Linked DNA regions of Mus musculus: region 2 is linked to region 1. A link is a contact called in public promoter capture Hi-C data. All regions are on one chromosome and are shown on one strand. Each heading gives the region's core, a stretch centred on a gene start, on an enhancer-like site or on the middle of the called end of the contact. The rest is flanking DNA. Distances are from core to core; before and after follow the strand shown.

Evidence for each region. Promoter capture Hi-C pulls out the DNA fragments that hold promoters and counts their contacts.
Region 2: a promoter capture Hi-C map of embryonic stem cells shows a contact between it and region 1, with 2.3 times the contacts expected there. The contact joins the promoter of AU016765 here to the enhancer-like site in region 1. A contact is called at or near these places in 4 of 39 promoter capture datasets (embryonic stem cells, hippocampal neurons and liver) and 1 of 9 other capture datasets (embryonic stem cells).

Annotation. Positions count from the first base shown.
Region 1 is chr17:63,827,167-63,831,059 of GRCm38.p6, reverse strand. No RefSeq gene overlaps it. Among named protein-coding and RNA genes, the nearest start is that of Fer, 35 kb to the left of the region's middle. Within about 2 kb of position 1,934, at least 9 of the 459 cell types and tissues checked have an H3K27ac peak or open chromatin away from gene starts, as enhancers often do. A contact at or near this core is called in embryonic stem cells, where this site is marked.
Region 2 is chr17:64,553,608-64,557,500 of GRCm38.p6, reverse strand. AU016765 (expressed sequence AU016765) reads left to right here and starts at 1,911. Exons shown (of 4, transcript NR_045899.1): 1 at 1,911-2,097.

The DNA of each region.
Region 1 (3,893 bases), core at 685-3,184:
CAAAAAATAGGAATAAAGTTTAGAACAAGGCAAATAATAAGATGATGTTTTAATTAATTAAATGTGTTTATGATTACTGTGTGTGTGTGTGTGTGTGTGTGTGTGTGTGTGCGTGCGTGTGTGTGTTAGGCAGAGGACAATTCTTGGGAGCTCTCACCTTACTGTGGTTTCTGGGAATCTAACTCACAAACTCAAGAAGTTAGGCTTGCACGGCGAGCACTTTTATCTGCTGAGCCATCTCACCAACCCAGTTCAATTTGTTGTTATGTATTCAAATTATTACAGAAATTTGTCATTTTTGATAGTTAAAAATTTTGGAAAATATGTAGCTAAAGGGAACTGCAACCCTATAGGTGGAACAACAATATGAACTAACCAGTACCCGGGAGCTCTTGTCTTTAGCTGCATATGTATCAAAAGATGGCCTAGTCGGCCATCACTGTAAAGAGAGGTCCATTGGACTTGCAAACTTTATATGCCCCAGTACAGGGGAACACTAGGGCCAAAAAGGGGAAGTGGGTGGGTAGGGGATTGGGGGGGTGGGTATGGGGGACCTTTGGGATAGCATTGAAAATGTAAACGAGGAAATTACCTAATTAAAAAATAAATAAAAAAAAGAAAAGCACATATTTCATGAAAATGATTTTTAAACAGTTTAAGGGACCCATGCAAAAAAACATAAGCCTCTCAAAACCACTTTAGTTTTTCTAAAAATAAATATTGATTTTTTAACATAACTTCGTAAGATTTCTCTGCTGTGTATAAATAATCACAGGTGTTATTACACACACCTTATTCTTTCCCACTTTCAAAGCTTACTCTAGTGCTTGAATGCCACTCCAAAGCCCATATATCCGTTCATTATTCTTGACATCCATATAGAATTCAATGCAGGAAGAGGATGCCACTAAGCACTAGCTAGAAAGGAATTTAAAACAGGAAATCAGGTACTCACAAAACGATTAGATGGATTCAAGGAACAGAAGCCTGAGATCTGCCAGCTGATGTCGATTTTGGGGGCAAACACTGTGGTGCAGAAGGCTGAAAACTGCTGCTGTTCACCAAACAAGTAGAGCCAACTGCCTAGGTTCTGCTGGAGCTGGTGACCGGACACTGACCGACTACCGTATCTGCTCCTCCAGATATGAGGAAACTGATAACCAGACAGTGGAATGCTGAGCTCAGACCAGCAGCAAACACCAGTGAGCCACTGTGCAGGACTTCTCACTATGAAGAACTCACCATGAAGGACTCCTCCATGCATATCCACCTCCACCCCACTTATTCACTGGTGGAACGGAAGCACCTGCCCATCCAGGACCCAAGATGTTAAGAAGAGTTTGAGAAAAGCCATTTCTTCCTGTGGGCAAGACAGCAAGGATGCTGACCATAGACTGTTCCCCATCACCAACTGGTTGTGCATTGATTAACTGTTCTCAGCTGTAGGCGAGGGTGTGTATGATATGAAGACCTAGTGTGGAGTTTCAGTGTTACAGTGTGTCCTTTTACATATATCCTTCCGTGTCCCTGAGAGAACAACACATTCTAGGAATTGATGTTACAGGTTGGCTGTAAAATTCTTTACACGAGGAACAAAACAAAACTCACTCTACCCTGGGTGAAACGCAAATATGGCATGAGTAGTGCAAATATGTCCCGAGGGATATATTTAAACGCCATTAAAATGTCAATCGTGAACATTTTCGTGATTTTTGTAGAAGCTTTCCACATCCCCACTTAGTTTCATAATTCTGTGATAGCTAGAAATGCTTGAGAGATACCTCATTCCTCTATCGCCAAACCTAAATTAATAGCAACTTTAGAGCTTTATCCACTTCATCTAAATAACCGGCCCACTGGGGAGTCTTTGTTTACACTGCCTCAAAGACATACCAGGAAGGGGCGTGACCAACAGTTTGGAACGAACTGAACTGGGGCAATCAGGGCAGAACCAATGGGCTCACACAGAACAGCATTCTTAAAGCCTGAACTGGAGTAACTGTGAGGAATAGCAATAACTGGCATCCTCAGAGTGCCTGTCAGAGGCCAGGCATTTAATTCTCTAGTCTCTGCTTCACTCTGGGAAGAGAGAAGCCACTATGACCCTCTCTGTTCAGAAACAATCCTCTGAGAAGAGCTTACCAGGGTCACAGTAAGTGTCATTGTAAGTGCCATTCCATGAAGCTACAGCCCCAATCCTTGACTGCTTTTAATCTGGAAAATGGGATCTTTTCTTGGTTGGCCTTGAACTAACTCTGTACCAAGCAGGGCTTAACCTTGCAGTCTCTCTGCCTTCATCTTCCCAGGGGACGAGGCAGGACCACACACTCACAGCACTCACAGCAGCTGTGGGTGGGTCTGCACAAGATTCAGCCAGTCAACATTCCTATATGAGCCTGACTCACAATAGAGATGATAATGACAGTTGGTGGCTTCTCATACATTTTTTTTGTAGGGCCCCTGGTAGGTCAACATGATCTACTGGATGGCCCCCACTTCTAGAAATATGTGATTAGCATAAATTAGATTTAGGCTGTTATTAAAGAAAAAACCAACCAAACAAACAAACAAAAAACAAAAGCAAAAACAAAACAAACCAGAAAACTAAGTTGGAAGGCTGGGGAGGTAGGGATGTATTCTTTTTCCTCGAGCTGAGATATAGTTCAGAAGAAAAGAAATAATTTCTAAATTGCTTAGTCTTCTATACTTGTATATACCAAGTTAAGTTAGCTTCAAAATAACTTCAAAGATCAGTAAGCATGTTCTCTTAAAAATATTTGCATTCTGTGTACATGGTTGTTTTACCTCCATATATGTCTGTGGACCATGAGTGGTCCTGGGGCTGGAGGAGTCAGAAGAGAGCATTAGGTTTTCTGAAACCGGAGTTACAAATGCCTGTGAGCCATGATGTGGTGCTGGGAATCAAGCCCAAATCTTCCAGAGGAACAGCACATGCCCTTAACCACTGGGCCATTGCGCCAGCTCCAGCCCACATAAATACATTCTTCATTATTCCTATTTGTTCATTTCTTAATAGTGAATTTTGAAAATACATAAATGATGATGGTCTTATGGGTCAGATTTCTGTTGAGAAAGAATCAATAGCCTGTGTATGTGTACATGTATGCGTGAAGGTGGGAGAAAGAGAAGGAGATTTTTTTTAAGACATAGGCTTCTTACTGTGCAGAGTACCCTGGTAGGCTGGAGGCCAGAGACAAGTACCAGCTAGGTCCACAGAGAGCCTGAAGGCGGAGCTCCTTCTCCACATTCTAGGTAAAGTTGTTTTTTTTTTAATTTTTAGTTAAGATCGCTATCTTAGTTTAGTTTTTACTGCTATGAACAGACACCACATCCAAGGCAACTCTTATAAGGACAACATTTAATTGGGGCTGCCTTACAGGTTCAGAGGTTCAGTCCATTATCATCAAGACAGGAGCATGGCAGCATCCAGACAGGCATGGTGCAGGAGAAGCTGAGAGTTCTACATCTTCATCTGAAGGCTTCTAGCAGAATACTCACCCCCATGCAGCTAGGTTGAGGATATTTAAGCCCACACTCACAGTGACACACCTACTCCATCAAGGCCACACCTCCAATAGTACCAGTCCCTGGGCCGAGCATACACAAACCATCAAATCTTATATGATTAGATAAGGATAAACATCTTTGTTCAAGGCCTGCTTATTTTAATGCTAGTACCATAATAAAAATACACCAAAAAAATCTACAATAAGACTTAACCATGAGCCACTAGGCTCACTTTACCTGAGCCACAACAAAGGTCTTACATGTATGTAGTCATGTGAAGGATAAGTGTTGTGGGTAGATCACAGAAGGAAAGGAAACCCGCTTAGCTTGAGGGGCTGGGGAAGGGGTTTCATGAGAATTCTGGT
Region 2 (3,893 bases), core at 662-3,161, 730 kb before region 1:
TTCTTCCCTGTATCCTTAAATGTCACTCTCCAATCTTTCTGGTAAAGGAATGTTTCTGGGGAAACAGTGGTAATTAAGGCCCACAGAAAACCAACCGAGTGCAGGTGGGGCGCTAAGTACTCCACGCAGAACCCTCCCTCTCCTCCCTCCGGCCTATCAGCCTAATTCCTATCCTACCTCAAGTAGGAACAGTTACTGAGAAAGCCTAGAGACCGAGGACTCGTTCAAGATCAAGGTTAGCATGTGAAGGGCCCAGCACATAGGACAAATGATTTGACCTCTGACCCCAGAGCCTTTTCTCTGCCGCAGCGGGATCAGAGCGGTTCTTTCTCAAGAATCCCAGCACCTTAAGAACGGACTGAGATTGATGATGATACCATGTCAGACACCCGAGTCAGGAAACTGGGAAAGGCAAGAGGTTGCTGTGAACTGTATTTATCAGTCTTGTTGTTCACACAATTTCACTGAACTCCTAAAAGCCCTGAATGGTAGGTGTTATTATCCCGTCTGCGAATGAAGAAATAGAAGCCTAGGAAAAGTAAAAGCCCTGCTTCGGGCTGTAGAGCTGGTTTTCAATTCTGACTCCTACTGTCTCAAGGTGAATTATGGTACTTTACAGGTCACGGGACCCTGGCCCGTGCGTCGGCTCCTTTGATTCCCGTGATCCCACTGGGATGGACACAGCTTGATGACGATGACATACGTTCTAATTCATAAAACCACCAAGGCTACAGGAGGCTGTGAGCTTCTGAGATCACACAGAAACCGTGTGGCTGAACTAGAAGCCAGGGAGGGCTCTGAAAGTTGCCAGTGTTTTCTCCCTAGCTACTGAAATGTATTGTCAGATGTCCATGAACCTGGGCAGGAGATGAAAGAGGCAGAAAGCGAACTACCAGCTAGGAGTAAAACCATGAGAGGATGGGTAGGTAGCCAAGGAGGCAACCTATCACAGGAACTTGTTGGCAGGCAGGATGGAGCCATGGGGAGTCTGCCTAGGCTCAGAGTTTTAAGCAAAGGCCAGAATAAACGTGCATCCTGTCTCAAATTCATTCATCTGCTCAACAAATGGATCCCAAACACATGTCAAGCAAGGAGGTATTCAAGAACCAGTAACGCAGACAGCTATCAGCATGGTGGGAGCCATCGCCTCCGAGTCGAGCCTAGATCTTACACTCCAGGGATGGAGGACAGCTAGTTTGTGTAGCATTTGTTATATATATAATTATCACTTAGGGCTGATGGCAAGTCACCAAGTCATGCCAAATGACTCATAAAATTCCCAAAAAACTTACATTTACAATACCACTGAAACCATCCACTTCTTACTATGTATGTGACTTATGTATCCGTTGAGTAGGTAGGCAGTTCTAAAGGGGGTTGAGAACTGTTTCCAGGTGAAGGGAGTGGTGTCAAAGTTGGGAAAGTGTAGTGATTTTAGTTTTAATGTAGACAGTTTTGAGTTTTAATGCAGTAGGAGGTCAGAAGAACCCAAAGCATACCTAGAAATGCCTACAGGTAGTGCTAAAAGGAATATATCCCAGGCCATTTATCCTTACCTAAACAAAGAAACAAAACTAATCCAATAACCAAGAAAACAAAAACAAAAGCCTCCCACCATCACCAATAACAGACCAAATCCACAACAATAGTATTTATAGAAAAAAAAAAAAAAAAAGAGGCAAACTAGAGGATTCATGAACTACCTACAGCTTTAGCCAATCAACCAGTTGACATTTTAGCTTAACTAGTTAATTGCTTAAAGCTGATAATGATTGTCCAAAGGGTTTCCTACCACCAATCAAATTCAGTTCCTCTGATTATTCTGCATTGGTTGGTCCAGAACCTTCTGGGTTCTTGTTTTCCAGGAGAAAGGGTAGAGTATTACTCAGCACCTGCTAAGAGTCTAGATCCTTGCTCTTCCTGACTCAGGAGACAGACGACTTCAGTAAGTCCGACTTCCCTCCCGCTGTTCTGCTCCTCCAGGCTCACTTCATCCAGCCAGGTGGAACTTGATGACACATGATCCCACACAAGAATACACCGAACTGAGTCTTACTGAGGATCCGTGCTGGCGTGGACTGGAGCTGAGGTCAGGAGGTGAGAAGCTCACTGAGAAGAGGAGGCAGACAGGTGCCTCCAAGGCAGTTGGGGGAACACCAAACCTCTTCTATCCAGCTTGATTGTTCTGCCTGGGGCTGGCAAAATCTGCACATTCTAAGCTATCAACAGATATAGAGGGCTAATGAGAAGAGATGCGGGTCAAAGAAAGTAAGGTAAGATAAATGGGAAGGATTTCCTGCCTCCTGTCTTCTCTAAGAACCATGCAAAAGGCATTTGACAGCAAATAAGAGTGTACAGCTGTTATGGCTTCCCATGGAGATTAAAGGCCAGTCTTGGCAATACTCTGCCGTACTTAGCAGCATGTGTGAAATCACTCATGGAATGCTTTTCACTCTGTGCATTTTATCATTTTTTTAAAAATCCATGGTATGAGACTGAATTCTTTGTCCTTGCGGTGAAGTGAACCACCAGACTGATTTTCAATGATAGTACAATTTCTGCCTACCTAAGGAAGGAAGGGAAAAAAAAAGTTACAAGTGGTGTTTGGTTCTACTTGGGAATTTCTGAAGGCCTTCTAGGGTGGGGTTTACTCATGGTGGTTGATAACCAGGAAATGCTCCATGCTCATGGGAAATTGGTCACATGTCTTGGCGATGACAATATAGTTAGTTGGGGAGGGGGTGTTAACTCAGACTGTGTAAATAAAACTGACTGAAATCTTTGGGATTGGGTAAATATGTCAAAGAGACAAAGTCAAACAAAAAGGTCTCAGAAACAAGCACCCATTGCCAAGAAAGATCCTCGTCCTTGCGGCACCGAAGCGTGGTGATCAATGACAATGCAGAGCTATGATGACGCGCTGAGAGGATGCTAGTGGGGCCTGAAATCCTTGCCAGCCTTGAGCTTCAGCATCCTCCCGTGGCCAGGCCCATACACACCGCAGCTGTCAATCATCACCATCATCTATTTGGTGTGTCTGACTGTTTGATTCCACAATCTGAATTCTTGATGAAACAATAGATTCTAGCACATTTCCAGCAACCCATGATGATTCCCAAAACACATTTCTGATCATAATTTTTTTTTTAATATAAACATCTTTCAATTTATAGCTACTTGGGCCTATTTCATTTCTTTTTTCTCTCCGGGTCACTAGAACTATGATATATATATATGTGTGTGTGTGTGTGTATGTGTGTATGTGTGTGTGTATATATATATATATATGTATGTATGTATATGTGTGTGTGTGTATGTATTTGTTAAAACACCATCACCAACTTTTATCCCAAATTTCAACACTCAGGGAACCTAAATTCCTAATTAGAGTGAAAAACCCCAACATCAAAAAATTAGAAGTCCACAAAAAAAACCCACACTGCCTCTAGAACCTAGTTTGACTACTTCCTTGATCCCAACATATAAGGACACTTTGGAAAAAAATGAAAAGAGAAAATCAAGTGTCCCAAGTAACCATATGATTTTTCTTCAGCTTATCTGTTCCTGCTTTCTTCAGACTTACGTATTATATTTTAGATAGGTATGATGATAGGAATCCTAAGATTTGTGTTATTTGATCTTATGGGTATTTTAGTAATCATTCAGGTTTTTGCTGAATATAGTAAGTACACAGAACAGTGCCTGAAGCATAGCGTTTTAATAAAGAATAGCAGGGACGAACCCAACACTCTTGAAAAGACAAGTTCTGTTTTACGCTAACCTGAACATTCTTGGATTCCAGGTAGAGAACCACAGTTGTCACCTGGAGACTCCGTGTGGTCTTGCTCCACCCTTTTCTCTTGCTCTGAGATGTTTCTGGTGTATTCTGCGGC